Regions from separate parts of the Mus musculus genome. Here regions 1 and 3 are each linked to region 2. The links are chromatin contacts, called in public HiChIP or PLAC-seq maps. All regions are on one chromosome and are shown on one strand. The core of a region is the stretch at or near the end of the contact, and the rest is flanking DNA. Distances in the headings are between cores, read along the strand shown. Region 1 overlaps Gm9991 (a long non-coding RNA gene). Region 2 holds the start of Mlph (melanophilin). Region 3 has its middle 26 kb from the start of Gm35332.

Evidence for each region. HiChIP or PLAC-seq counts read pairs in DNA pulled down with a chosen protein or histone mark.
Region 1: a FOXA1 HiChIP or PLAC-seq map of pancreatic cancer cells shows a contact between it and region 2. The contact joins the enhancer-like site here to the promoter of Mlph in region 2. A contact is called at or near these places in 1 of 39 promoter capture datasets (cranial neural crest), 2 of 484 Hi-C or Micro-C datasets (both in uterus), 4 of 115 datasets of contacts at active chromatin or transcription factors (embryonic basal ganglia, embryonic stem cells, microglia and 1 more) and 1 of 9 other capture datasets (liver).
Region 3: a FOXA1 HiChIP or PLAC-seq map of pancreatic cancer cells shows a contact between it and region 2. The contact joins the enhancer-like site here to the promoter of Mlph in region 2. A contact is called at or near these places in 1 of 39 promoter capture datasets (stem cell-derived epiblast-like cells), 1 of 115 datasets of contacts at active chromatin or transcription factors (pancreatic cancer cells) and 2 of 9 other capture datasets (adipose tissue and pancreatic islet).

The regions. Positions count from the first base shown.
Region 1 is chr1:90,676,251-90,680,239 of GRCm38.p6, forward strand. Gm9991 (a long non-coding RNA gene) reads left to right here. Exons shown (of 3, transcript XR_878398.1): 3 at 2,643-3,405. Among named protein-coding and RNA genes, the nearest start is that of Gm9991, 3.8 kb to the left of the region's middle. Within about 2 kb of position 1,766, at least 26 of the 459 cell types and tissues checked have an H3K27ac peak or open chromatin away from gene starts, as enhancers often do. A contact at or near this core is called in pancreatic cancer cells, where this site is marked.
Region 2 is chr1:90,912,661-90,916,689 of GRCm38.p6, forward strand. Mlph (melanophilin) reads left to right here and starts at 2,440. Exons shown (of 16, transcript NM_053015.3): 1 at 2,440-2,593.
Region 3 is chr1:90,727,714-90,731,856 of GRCm38.p6, forward strand. No RefSeq gene overlaps it. Among named protein-coding and RNA genes, the nearest start is that of Gm35332, 26 kb to the left of the region's middle. Within about 2 kb of position 1,933, at least 23 of the 459 cell types and tissues checked have an H3K27ac peak or open chromatin away from gene starts, as enhancers often do. A contact at or near this core is called in pancreatic cancer cells, where this site is marked.

The DNA of each region.
Region 1 (3,989 bases), core at 516-3,015, 240 kb before region 2:
TAAACTGCCACTGCCCCTGGGCTGAGTCACAGTCTGAATCCCACGGATGCATTAGTGTCCCTGGGGCTTTGACAGTCACACAGCCAAGACATTTGTTCTTAATCGTATACCCATCCCCACCCAGCAAATGGTCAAAACTTCCCAATGGGGATTGAAACCACAAGTGTAAGGCAGAAAACTTAACGAGCAGCTATTCCTGCCTGGAAGAGACTCCACTTGGAGAATGGAAGTGTTTATCTCATTGGCATTTGGAGGAAGAGCAGGTTTTTTTTAGGAGATGTGATGGCTTTTTCCACTAAGGTCAGATACTTTCTCAGTTCCATGGCCGAAAGCTCTCTATCAGTCCAGGACTGTGGGACCAGAAGACAGGCTCTGGCAGCTGTCCAAGCTCTGGGAAAGGGAGGGAGTCTGTTCTCGGGCAACAGCTCTCACAGCGTTGCCTTTGAGGAAAGGGTAACTGATTGCCCACAAACCCGGGGTAGCAGCCTCCCCCACCTGAAGTCTGGAAGGTTTGTCCTATCATTCACAGGCTCAGACAGGAAGTCCCCACCCCCAGCCCAGTCAGCTACTTCCACCTCAGTTCTCAGTTTCTGGCTCCCACCCACTGCCGCAGCCTGGAATTATCAGTGGGGTGTTCTGCCTCATACCCACCTGGCTCTTGTGTTTCTGGGGAGGACTGTACATGATGTCAGCATTCTGTAAGAAATCTGAGAGCAACACACAGCTGCTCTCTGGCCAGTTCAGTCAGGGACCCAAGGGGGTCTGGTGGCAAGCACAAACACCTCAAGGGGAAATCTCCAGGACAGAGGAAGGCCACTGAGAGACCCTTAGAGCAAACTCACCATCAAGTTCCCTTAGGAGTCAACTAACGTCTAATGAAATATGACATACAAGGGGGGATGGATAGGATATTCTAGAAATGGCTGTGAGTGGCTTAGATGTGGGGTGTGTTATTTCACTTTTCCTATCACTGAGACCAAATCCCTCTAAAGACCCTTTGAGGGAGTAGGATTTATCCTGGCTGGTGGTTTTAGAGGGTTCAGCCCATGGTTACTCTTCCCCATGAGTATGGGGAGAGCATCATCCTGGTGTCAGGAGTCTGTGAAAGGGGCTGCTACTCACCCCTTTGCCAACAGGAGGCAGGAAGGGGGTTGGTAAAGACACCAGAGAGAATATAGTCCCTAGAACCCACACCCAGGGACCTTCATCCAGCTAGATGCCACCTCCTTAAGTTTCCTCTAAAATTAGTGCTACCAGCTTGGGATGAGGTATTCAAAACATGAGCATAAGAGGTAAGTTTCATATTCAAACTCTAACATGAAGTGCTCCTCCAAAGGCTTCATCCCCAGGTGAGAGTGCTGCTGGGAATTGAAGGGATCATAAAGACTCGGGCTTCATCAATGATCTGATTCAGTGAGGACTCTGACTTCAACCTTACCAATGAATTACCCTACTAATGAGTTCATAACCTAAAGGGACTAGAAGGAGAGAGGGTTTGGTTGGAAGAGGTGAGTCACCAGGGGCATGTCTTTGAAAGGTCTATCTTGCCCCTGTTTCTGCTTCTTGGTTTCCCTGGGGTGAGCAGCATCCACCACACAGCTCCTCCCTCCATGGTTATGTTCTGCCTTATCACAGGTCCATAGCAATGGGGCCCACAAAACCTCTGAAGCCACAAACCCAAATCCTCCTTTTAAGGTATAGACATCAAGGATCCTGTCACAGTGCTGAAAGGCTGACTAATACATGAGTCCACTTCTGAGCCATTAACCCTGCTCCCTCAGAGCCAGTGCATGGGTGCTACCACCCACCCCTGGCATCTCAGGCACATCCCTGTTTCATTCTGACAGGACATGGTTCTTTCTTGAGGTGTCAGCTTCACGTTTGGACACTCTGGAGAGCCATATGCCTGAAGGGCTTTGTCTGAATCCTCACAGGTTGGATAGCATGCAGCTCCCTCAGTACGAATCTGTGCTGAGATGGAACCACATCTCTGAGCCCCAGGACATGTAGCTTTTGGAAACACAAAGAGGAGAATTATATATTGGGAGGGACCTGAAGTGCACTGGATCCTGATTCTACCCCTCTTTTCTATCCTTTTGTTTGTCTGTCTGACTTCCTGATTTCTGACACTGGGTGTGTTTTGGGTCCAGGACCTGGCTCCATACCAGGGCCTATTCTGTTTGATTCCTTGATTTTCTGTAATTTCTGCAATGAACTGCCACATTCTTGTTGGCTTAAAGTAACAAAGAGACTAGAAGTCTGAAATAAGTGGCAACCCACGATACAGACAGGCTTCCATCCCTCTGGACACTGCAGAGGAGAAGCCTCCCCCTCCTTCTCCAGCTTCTGGTGTTGACTTGGGCTTGGCTCACTTCCATCACTGCCTCCAGGGTCATGTGAGCTTCTCCCCATGTATGTCACATCTCCCGGTGCTCCTTTCATAAGGATGTGTATGACCATGTCTGAGCTCACCTGGATATTCCTGACCACCCTCCCCTGTTTCCAGCTAACATTTAGGGAGTTAGGGAAATAACATTTAGGGAGGAAAGCCACAGAGAAGATCATAATGCTAGCTCACCAGTTCCAGCTGTGGCATGGATGTCTGTGGAGATGGGAATTTATTATCTATCTTCCACCCCCAGATCTGAAGCTGACCCTTTGCATTCCTACTGAAATGCAGATAATTCCTAAGCCTTCCAGACACCAAGGTCAACCAAAAAGGCAGCATCCGGTCCTACTGCAGACCATGTCTTCTGCCTACATGTCAAGCTGCACGTGTCACCCAGCCCAGAGTACAAATGTCAGAGTATCACCGGAAGCCCTGGCAAGATGCTGCTTTCAGAGGAGGTTCTGATCATCTCCATGCTTTCCTGTATCTGAAAGCCTCTCACCATGTGTGTTACATTGCTAATGCAAAGGTACAGCAAAGACTCGAGGGAAAGAGAAAGAAACAAATAAAAACTATAACTCATTCCTAGTGCAGAGTCTGCTGCGCATAGGGAAGGCAATAGGAGTCACGCATTTGTGTCTCCAGATGGTGTCAAATGTACACAGGGAAGATGCATCTCCCTGGAGCAAGAGGTCTCAGTGCAGGTGGGGGGAGGCGGGGCCACTGATGGGAGTAGTGGGAACATCTGGACCCTTGGCTCCGTTGGCTTAGCCCCTTGACAGGAAATCAAATATTATAGAAAGGAAAAGGGTCGTGCCTGTGTCCCGGGTGTGAGAGACTTGCAGGACTACAGAGAAGGTTGTGGTCATCTCTGCTTGACAGCATTGCAGCTGTGCTGGACCGCACTTGAGAGTATCTTAGCTACCACAACAACAGGAAGTCATAGGAGCTCACATCTATCCTTCTCGGCATCCTTAAATGTGCTTTCTACTGTTCTGGGCAAACATTGAAGGACAATTCATGAAGAAAATGGAAAATTCTCCCCAAGGTGCCTGCTTCCTACCAAGATCACTCCTGAAAGCTTATGTGAACTTGGTTAAAATATTTGCTGTCTGGCTTATGAGATGGCTCAGAAAATAAAAGCTCTTGCTATGTAAGCCCGATTATCTGAATTCTATGCCTGGAACACACTATGGAAGGAGAGAACTGACTTCCAAAAGTTATCTTCTAAGCACCACACAAGTGCCATGGCATGTGTATGAGTGTGCACATGTGTGTGTGTGTGTGTGTGTGTGTGTGTGTGTGTGTGTGTGCATGATGCCCCATGGCAGCTGGAAGCAGATCCTATGTTCCATCGTAGAACCCAAAGAACACACCTGGAGGAATTTCATTCTTTCCTGAAGAATTCTGATTTTTTCCTTAGTGGATTTCAAAAACAAGTAAATCCAAGCATTGCATAACGTATCTAATTAACATGCAGAAGGGAGATCCTCAGTCATCCATCACTAGTCAGTGTTCTTAGAAGAAATTAAAGCAGGGTAGTAATCACTAGGAGGCAAGTAAATGGCTGTCATGTGACTGACCCTAGGGAGAGGTGATG
Region 2 (4,029 bases), core at 1,190-3,689:
GTCCATATGTCTTCTTCTGGCCTCCTCATGCACACTCACATACACATACATGTATATATCACAGAAGCACAATACAAGTGTGTATACACACATACATGTACATGGGGGGATGACTGCTAGATGTAACTGAAGCTGGAGCCCATCCTCTGGAATGTCCATGAGGATGTCATGGAGACAGGCAGTCTACCAAAGGCAAAAGGTCCTGACACGCAGCGTCATTTCGCTGATTGAAATCTGAACTTCAGGAGGGCCATCCTGGTTCAGTACATACTGTCACCTGACCACCCATACATCCTTCACAAGTGGCTGAGGGGAACGAGGAGTCCTTTGTGTCACACCAGTGACTTCTTATCACTTCAAGATTGCTTCATCAGTTTTAAAATTGCTTCTACATTGCATGTACTCTTTGACTCAAATTGAAATTCCGAACTTCATTTTTATTCTAGGGATCATGCTCTGAGTGTGGAAGGATGGCTGCAATCATGTCTGCACCATCTGAGGCACACTAAATACACAGTGTTGATATTCCTTTCTACAGTAAGATTTGTAGCAGAATTATCTTTCGAAAAGAACCTGCCCACCAGTAAACATCAAGCAACCGTGCAGTACATAGCCTACATCATCAGACAGGATGAAACGGATTTCTGCTGGCCTTAGTGAGTGTTTGCCAGGAGCTCATGTGGCGGTGTGCTGTGAATATTGAGTCCAAAGCAACTTGCTGTGTCGAGTTTATTACTAACACCAGGTGCCGGACAGCAGTGAGGCTGTGGGGGGCGGCCTGTTCAGGGTGAGGCTGCCAGAAAGTCATGCTTCTCCTAAGAATCCCAAGTCACACAGCTGCTGCTTAATCACACACACACAACCACATACTCAGTCATATGCACACACACACACATAATCACATACACAGTCATATGCACACACAGAGAGACTCACACACTCAGTCATGCACACATACACAGAGAATCACATAGTTATATGCACACACAGAGAGAGTCACATACTCAGTCATATGCACACACACACACACACACACACATAATCACATACACAGTCATATGCACACACACACACACACACACAATCACATACACAGTCATATGCACACACAGAGAGACTCACACACTCAGTCATGCACACATACACAGAGAATCACATAGTTATATGCACACACAGAGAGAGTCACATACTCAGTCATATGCACACACACACACACACACACACACATAATCACATACACAGTCATATGCACACACACACACACACACACAATCACATACACAGTCATATGCACACACAGAGAGACTCACACACTCAGTCATGCACACATACACAGAGAATCACATAGTCATATGCACACACAGAGAGAGTCACATACTCAGTCATATGCACACACACAATCACATATTCAGTCACACACACACACACACACACACACACACACACACACACACGCGCGCACGCGCGCGCGCGCACACACACACATCTGCAGATGACCCAAAGCATGTCTTCTAAGGTTCCCTTTCCTCTCCTGCTGACAGGGAATAAATGCTACTATCACATCTGTCCACCCTGGAGCTAGTTATTGTTTACGGCCCTGTCTCTATGTTGCAGATGCCAGCACTGAGTTGTAAAAGTTGTCCTCAAAGAGTAGAGGCCTCTCTCTGTAGCTCAGGCTGGCCTGGCTGGAACTCAATACTAAAACAGGTTGGTCTGAAACTTTCAGCAATCCTCCTGCTTCAGCCTCCCAAGTGTTGGGATTTTGGGTGTGAACTAGCACACACTTGGCTAAGTGAATTTTTGTTTGGTTGGTTTTTTAATATAGCCATAGGGAAGGGGTCAGGGTGCTCTTATGCTGCGGCATGGGGGGAGGTTATGTTCTTTCAACATCCAGGGCAGATCTCTGGGTGGAGCTTCTCAGACCACAGACCTACTGGACTGTTTTCAATAGTCAAGGCCTTGGCCGGACTGGGGGGGGGGGGCCGCTTGTGAGTCCATCTGAGGGCCTGGGGGACAGCGACTCCAGCTGGAAACCTGGGCTCACAGTCTCACTAAGAAGTTGGTGACTTTGGGTAGGGCGCTTTTCCTCAGTTTCCCTGTCTGTGAAGCTAAGTAAAGAGTTAAAATGGATATTTGCGGAGGTGCCGTGTTCTCAGAGGATGCGGTTTGCCAGCAGATCCCTCCTATGGGGGACCAGAACCCAGTGGTGGAAATGAGCGCACAACTCCAACGCGTGTTCTGCTCTCAACCGGCTTGGGGACAAGGTGCCTCTGTCCTCCATACCCACTTCAGCGCCTCCCAGGAGGGCCACTGGAGTCCGCTCTGCTCTTGGCCTGTCCAGGCACCCTGGGGTGCACGTCGATCCCGGAGCTGGGCGGGTCAGGAGTAGCCCACGTGATCTGAGCCGCAAGTTGGGCAGGACCGGCGCCACAGCTGCCTGGATCCCCGCACACAGCTCTGTCTAGCTCAGTGCACCCTGACACTGGCCTCGCTCGGTGCCTGGGGTTTCTCTCTCAGGAGCTAAGAGAAAGGAGCAGAGGCCAGGACCCACCGAGCCAGAGCTACAGGCTGGGCATTCCCAGGAGAGAGGCTGGTGAGTGCACCAAGGACCTGGGGCTTGCAGAACTCCCAGAAGAGGGAATCTGGCTCAGGGAGGGTGCAGCGACACCTTACTTCTGAACTCTGGGCTTCTTCTGGATGCCTTAAACACAATGGGCGAAATCCTTGGGGAGCCCATTTGGGGCTAAACAGTTGGTTTTAATTAAAAGCTTCCTTTGAGCTAAAAGCTGGTGCCTTCGGGAGACTTGGACCGGAGCCCAGGGTGAGAGGCTATTTGTACAGAAACTTCCTCTTGGCTGCCCTCTTGGCTTCCTCTTGGCTGTCTTCTGGGAGCAAGAAGAAAGCAGATAGGTGCATGAAGGAGGCACCTGCCCTCCTCCGGACTTAGTGGAATCATGTTGTTGTTGTTGTTGTTGTTGTTGTTGTTGTTGTTGTTGGACCATAGGTCCTCTAGGCCCTCCTTCTTATTATGAAGATGTGAGAGGAAATGTGTTAACACCTCGAGTGTCACCCCACTGTGTCCAAGCCTGGGAGAGAGCTGAGTCTCACAGATGCAGGAAGATTTCACAGAGCACACACCTATGTCCTACTGACCTGAACTAAAAACACAGTTCTTTGCTTTCATCGGAAATGAGTTGGTGCTGTTGTCTGTTCTGTTTCTATGCCACAAGGATTGCTCTTGTTTCCTTCTGAGGGCTTTGAGTAATAACCAGGGTACAAGACTCCCCTAGATACCCAGGGCACAAGTCTCAGGAAAAGGGATGGGCTAAAGACCAGGGGTAGCTGGGCATTGAAGTTGGTGAACCCCTGAGCCTGATGGCTCCCTGGCCCAGATGTGTGTCATTTAACACACACCCATCTCCCAACTGATTACAAGGCCTTAGTAAGACACAGCAACAGCTTTCCTGGCCACGAGCATCACCCCTCCGGGCCCAGGTCTCCAAGGTGTCACTTCTTAGAGCATCACCAGGCAAGGTGGGGAGGTGAGTTCTTCCATCTCACCCAGCATCAGTGCCCCATCTCCAAAGTGGGTACCAGGGCAGGTGCCTCACAGGACTTGGAACCTGGTCCAGGCACAAGCATGAGAAGCTGGTGGGTCATCCTGATGCATTAGTGACTCTGAAAAGCTGCTGAGAACTAGAGGAGGAGGGAGGTTGGAGAGGGACACTGGGGGAGGGGGAGGTCAAGGAGGGGGAACTGGGAGAGGGGGGAGGTAAGGAAAGGGTAAAGAGGACACCAGAGCCTGTAGGCTAATGATACCGTTCCCTTCCTTCAGTATGGATGCAGGACGGCCATGTGTGCTGGCCATGCAGTCAAAGCACCTTTTAGGGCTCACTGTCTTGTTCTTTTCAAAAGCGACTTCTGAAAGAAGACACACACATCCCTAACATGTATGCACCCTGTACCCTACCACCATGGTGCCTCTTAAGTCTAAGATCCCAGCATCATACTGGGCTAGAGATGACCAGA
Region 3 (4,143 bases), core at 683-3,182, 190 kb before region 2:
ACTTCTCACCTGTGTCCTCTCTTTTAGCACAAAGTATTCTGGGACTGTTGCTGAGAATAGTCCAAGCCCATGTGCTAGCAAGCATGGTCACTTGGTTTGAACATCTTCAGTTGTGTGGATTTACCCAACTAACACAACTATTAAAGGTACCCAACTGTGACCATATGTGCTCATTCTGACCCAACTACATTAAACTTTATGATATCTCTCGGCTTTTAGAAACTATGTGACTTCTCAAACTGTAGGATAACTTGCACAACAGATTCCAAAGTTCCCAAAGATCCTCACTGACGGCTGGGAAAGCACAGCTCTTGGGCAGCCTTGTTGGTATCCACGTTTTCTTTACTAACAAGAAAACTTTACTGCAAGTGAGTAGCCTTTTCCCCAACTTTTCCCTAAATGTTCTTCATGATGTTTGCAGGAAACCAAGTGCAGTATATGTGTGCAGAACATACAACTTCAGGACACTGAAGAGATACGCTGGTAAAATTGACCTTGTATCTGGGTAGCTGTTTTCACTTACAACATAAGCGTTTTTTTGTTTGTTTGTTTGTTTGTTTGGTTGGTTGGTTGGTTTTTGTTTGTTTGTTTGTTTGTTTGTTTTTGGTTTTGCATATCAGTTGCCCATCTCTCTCTCCCTCCCTCTCTCCCTCTCTCCCTCCCTCCCTCCCTCCCTCCCTCCCTCCCTCCCTCCTTCCCTCTCTCTCTCTCTCTCTGTCTCTCTCTCTCTGTCTCTCTCTCTGTCTCTCTCTCTCTCTCTCTCTCTCTCTCTCTCTCTGTGTGTGTGTGTGTGTGTGTGTGTGTGTGTGTGTGTGTGTGTGTGTGTGTGTGGTTTGAGTGTGGAATGTCCTCCACAGGGTTGTGTACTTGAATTCTTGTTTCCCCAACTGTTGGCACTGCTGGAGAATGCTGGAGAACCCTAAGGAGATGGAGCTTTAATGGAGGAAGTGGGTTGCTGGGCTTGGGCTGAGTGTGGATGCAGGATGATTAGCCAGCACCTGCTCTTGCCAGCTTGCCTTGCCTCCATGATGGACTGTGTCCCTCTGGAACCATGAGCCCAGATGACTCTTCCTCCCTGAAGTCACCGTTAGCGACTTTTATCACAGCAACAGAAAAGTAACTGAGACAGGCCCATTGGAATGATCTGCTTTTACAGTGTGTTAAATTTTCCACCAGGTTTTTCATTCCTCAAAAACATTTATTGTTTAGTAGAACAAACTACTATTGTTCCAGTTGGAGGTTTTCTGTACACAGTTCTTGGGGAGGAAATAGGCACACAGTCATTTCACTTTCAAACATCCATTGGTTTGGATTTTATACATCTGCTCATTCTTTCTTCTTCTTGGAAACCATACTGTTCTTTCTTTTAAAAAAAAGTGTGTGTCTTTATAGGGTATTAAGGAGAACTAGAGAAATATTTAATTCCTCTCTTTACTACAATAAACACGGTATAAATGGTACCAGAGTGTGCCTGGCGTTGGGTTACAGGAAAGGGTCATGAGCCTTGGAGGAAGGAAAACTCACAATGTGGCTGAGCTCGAGGAAGGCTGGGAGGCTGCCTGCTGGACTTGGTCAGTTTAAAGAGAAAACACAAGGATTAGAGATGCGCATAGCGCAGTAGCAGAACACTTGCCTCACAGACCTTAGGTTTGATCCCCAGTATGGCAACAACAAAAACAAACAAGAAACTGCAGAGCCAGACTTTTAAACCTTCTAATTAACTTCTCAGTAAAAGCAAAAGCTCTATTTCCCCCATCTACAGAATAAATAAAGCTGTATGTGGCCATCGTGGCCAACAGACTCCAAGCCTGAGAGGCTTGCTTAGAAGAGTGACTCTAGAATGTCACCAATACTGAATAGGGATAGGAGGTGTCCCAACAGACCAGGTGAGTCACCCTGTTCCCTTCAACAGCTCTCTGATCAGTCTCTCACTCCAGCGGGTACAGCTACTGGTCTTGGCCACTAACTCAGCGCTGACTCATGAATGGATGAGCCACCAGCTTCCACAGCTTCCACACAAAGCTGAGCTCACCCATCCACTCCACCTATTTGTCCTCTTGGGTCCAGCATCCTGGGTTTTGTAAGCCAAAGAGGATCAAGGCATCTTTGTGCCCTTCCATTGTAGATCAGCAGATACACCCAATGAAAGGTTAGGAAGCTTGCCAAAGCTACACAACTTGCCAGAGGTGATGTGAGTGCCAAGTTCACTCAAGAGCTGGTCCTGGGTCCCTACTCCTCTCCCCTCAGGAAAATTCCTATGAGTGGCATCACCTTGAATCCCAGAGCATAGCTTCCGTAGCTGGAAGCTAATACCAGTTCTGGGCTTCTGAAATGCATTTGTTCCTCCAGGGAAACAGAAAGGAGAGGGATGGAAGCTGAAAATAGATGGGTAAAGCATGCTGCCAGGGACACATGGAGGTTCTAACTTCAGGATATACCTACAAATTACAACTTTCTTTACCTTAAGATACATTAAGTAACAGTGCATTAAAATAAAAGGATAAATTGCTATGGAGTAATTGGTTGACTTTATCCTTTCTGAAGGAGTCAAAAATCTAAGTGACTGTCTTAGTTTCTTTTCCTGTTGCTGGGATAAAATACCTAATAAAAACAACTTAAAGGAAAAGATTTATCTCAGCTCACAGTTCCATGCTACAGTCTATAATGACAGGAGCTTGAAGGAGTTGGTCACATCCATAATCAGGAAGAGAGCAATGAATGCACATTTGCTCAGCTTGCTGCCTCTGTTCTTGTACATTCCAGGATCCCTTGCCTAGGGAATAGTGCCACCCACAATAGTAATCGAGGAAATCTCCCAAAGAAATGCTCACAGGCCAACATAAACAATCCCTCATCGAAACTGCCTTCCTGGGTGATTGTAGATTGTGTCAAGTTGACACTAAAAACTGATCATCACAGTAACTCAAGCAAAAATCATCATAAAAATTATCTATGGTTCAGCAAGCAGACAGAGCCTGGAATGAGCATACTTCCTGAAGAAAGAATGTCACCGAGATGCATCCCCCAGGAGAAGAGTGACAGATATAGTGACAGACAAAGATATGCTTCAAGATAAGTGCTTTGATGAGTTTGCCACACTCCATATCAAGATGAAAGGACCAGAGAACAGAACCCAACTACATACTCTTATCAAGACAGTTGCTTAATGTCGGTCAGTAGTAAAGTGAGAAAGAACTCTCAGAAGGTTATAACTAGAAGGCTTCAGCAAAGCCCTCCATATTGCAAAGCTACAGAGAGGCCAACAGAACTGCCGAGAAAGGCAACTCGGGTTAAGTCTGACAGAGTGATTTGTCCCATGTATTCTTGCCCTGCCAATGGGCTTCTAGAAAAAGCTTGTCAGTCTTGTGGATGGAGCCATTCATCATCACATAATAAAAGGAAGAATTGAGAGAAATTAATATAATCATAAATCGGTAAACTAGACTCCCACAAGTTGCCCATGACTTCCACAAGAGACTCTCCACATAGCCTGCACAACCACGCAACATAATAAATAAATGAGTATAATAAAAATGAATAGATAAACAAACCACTCACATTGGTATTCCAGCTGCCATGTGAACCAGGAAGCTGGATGGCATCTCTAGGCTGGAGAAAATATTTTTATCTCACTTTGGGTTAAGACAAAATACATTTCCATGTCCACCCACATGTGGATATATAGAAAACTCTAATGTCTGTATCCACTCTGAAGTCATAAAAAGATAGGTCTATGCCAAGATCATGTGACAAAGAGCACACAAATTTTTGAGTCTTGTAATATAATGTATTCAACCACTTTCTCCTTTTATAATGGAATATCTGAGGCATTTATAAGTGCTTTACTTAGCTCATAGTTATGAAGGTTTGGGGTATAGTACCTGTTCAACATGGCTCTGGTGATGACCTCGGGACAGATGGCATCATAGCAGTGTGGTTGTGTGGATATATAGCAAGTGTGCAACAGATAGGAACCAAGGCTTCTCCTTACTCAATAGAAAATAGTCAGGACCCAAAAGAACCACAGTCATCTCTCCTGAAAGCAGCATCCCTATGATCTAAGGTCCGTGTCCTACCATCTCACAACAGTGCCATCTGGGGTCTTCCAAGACAAACTCTCAGGGACAAGTTTTATTAAAACCA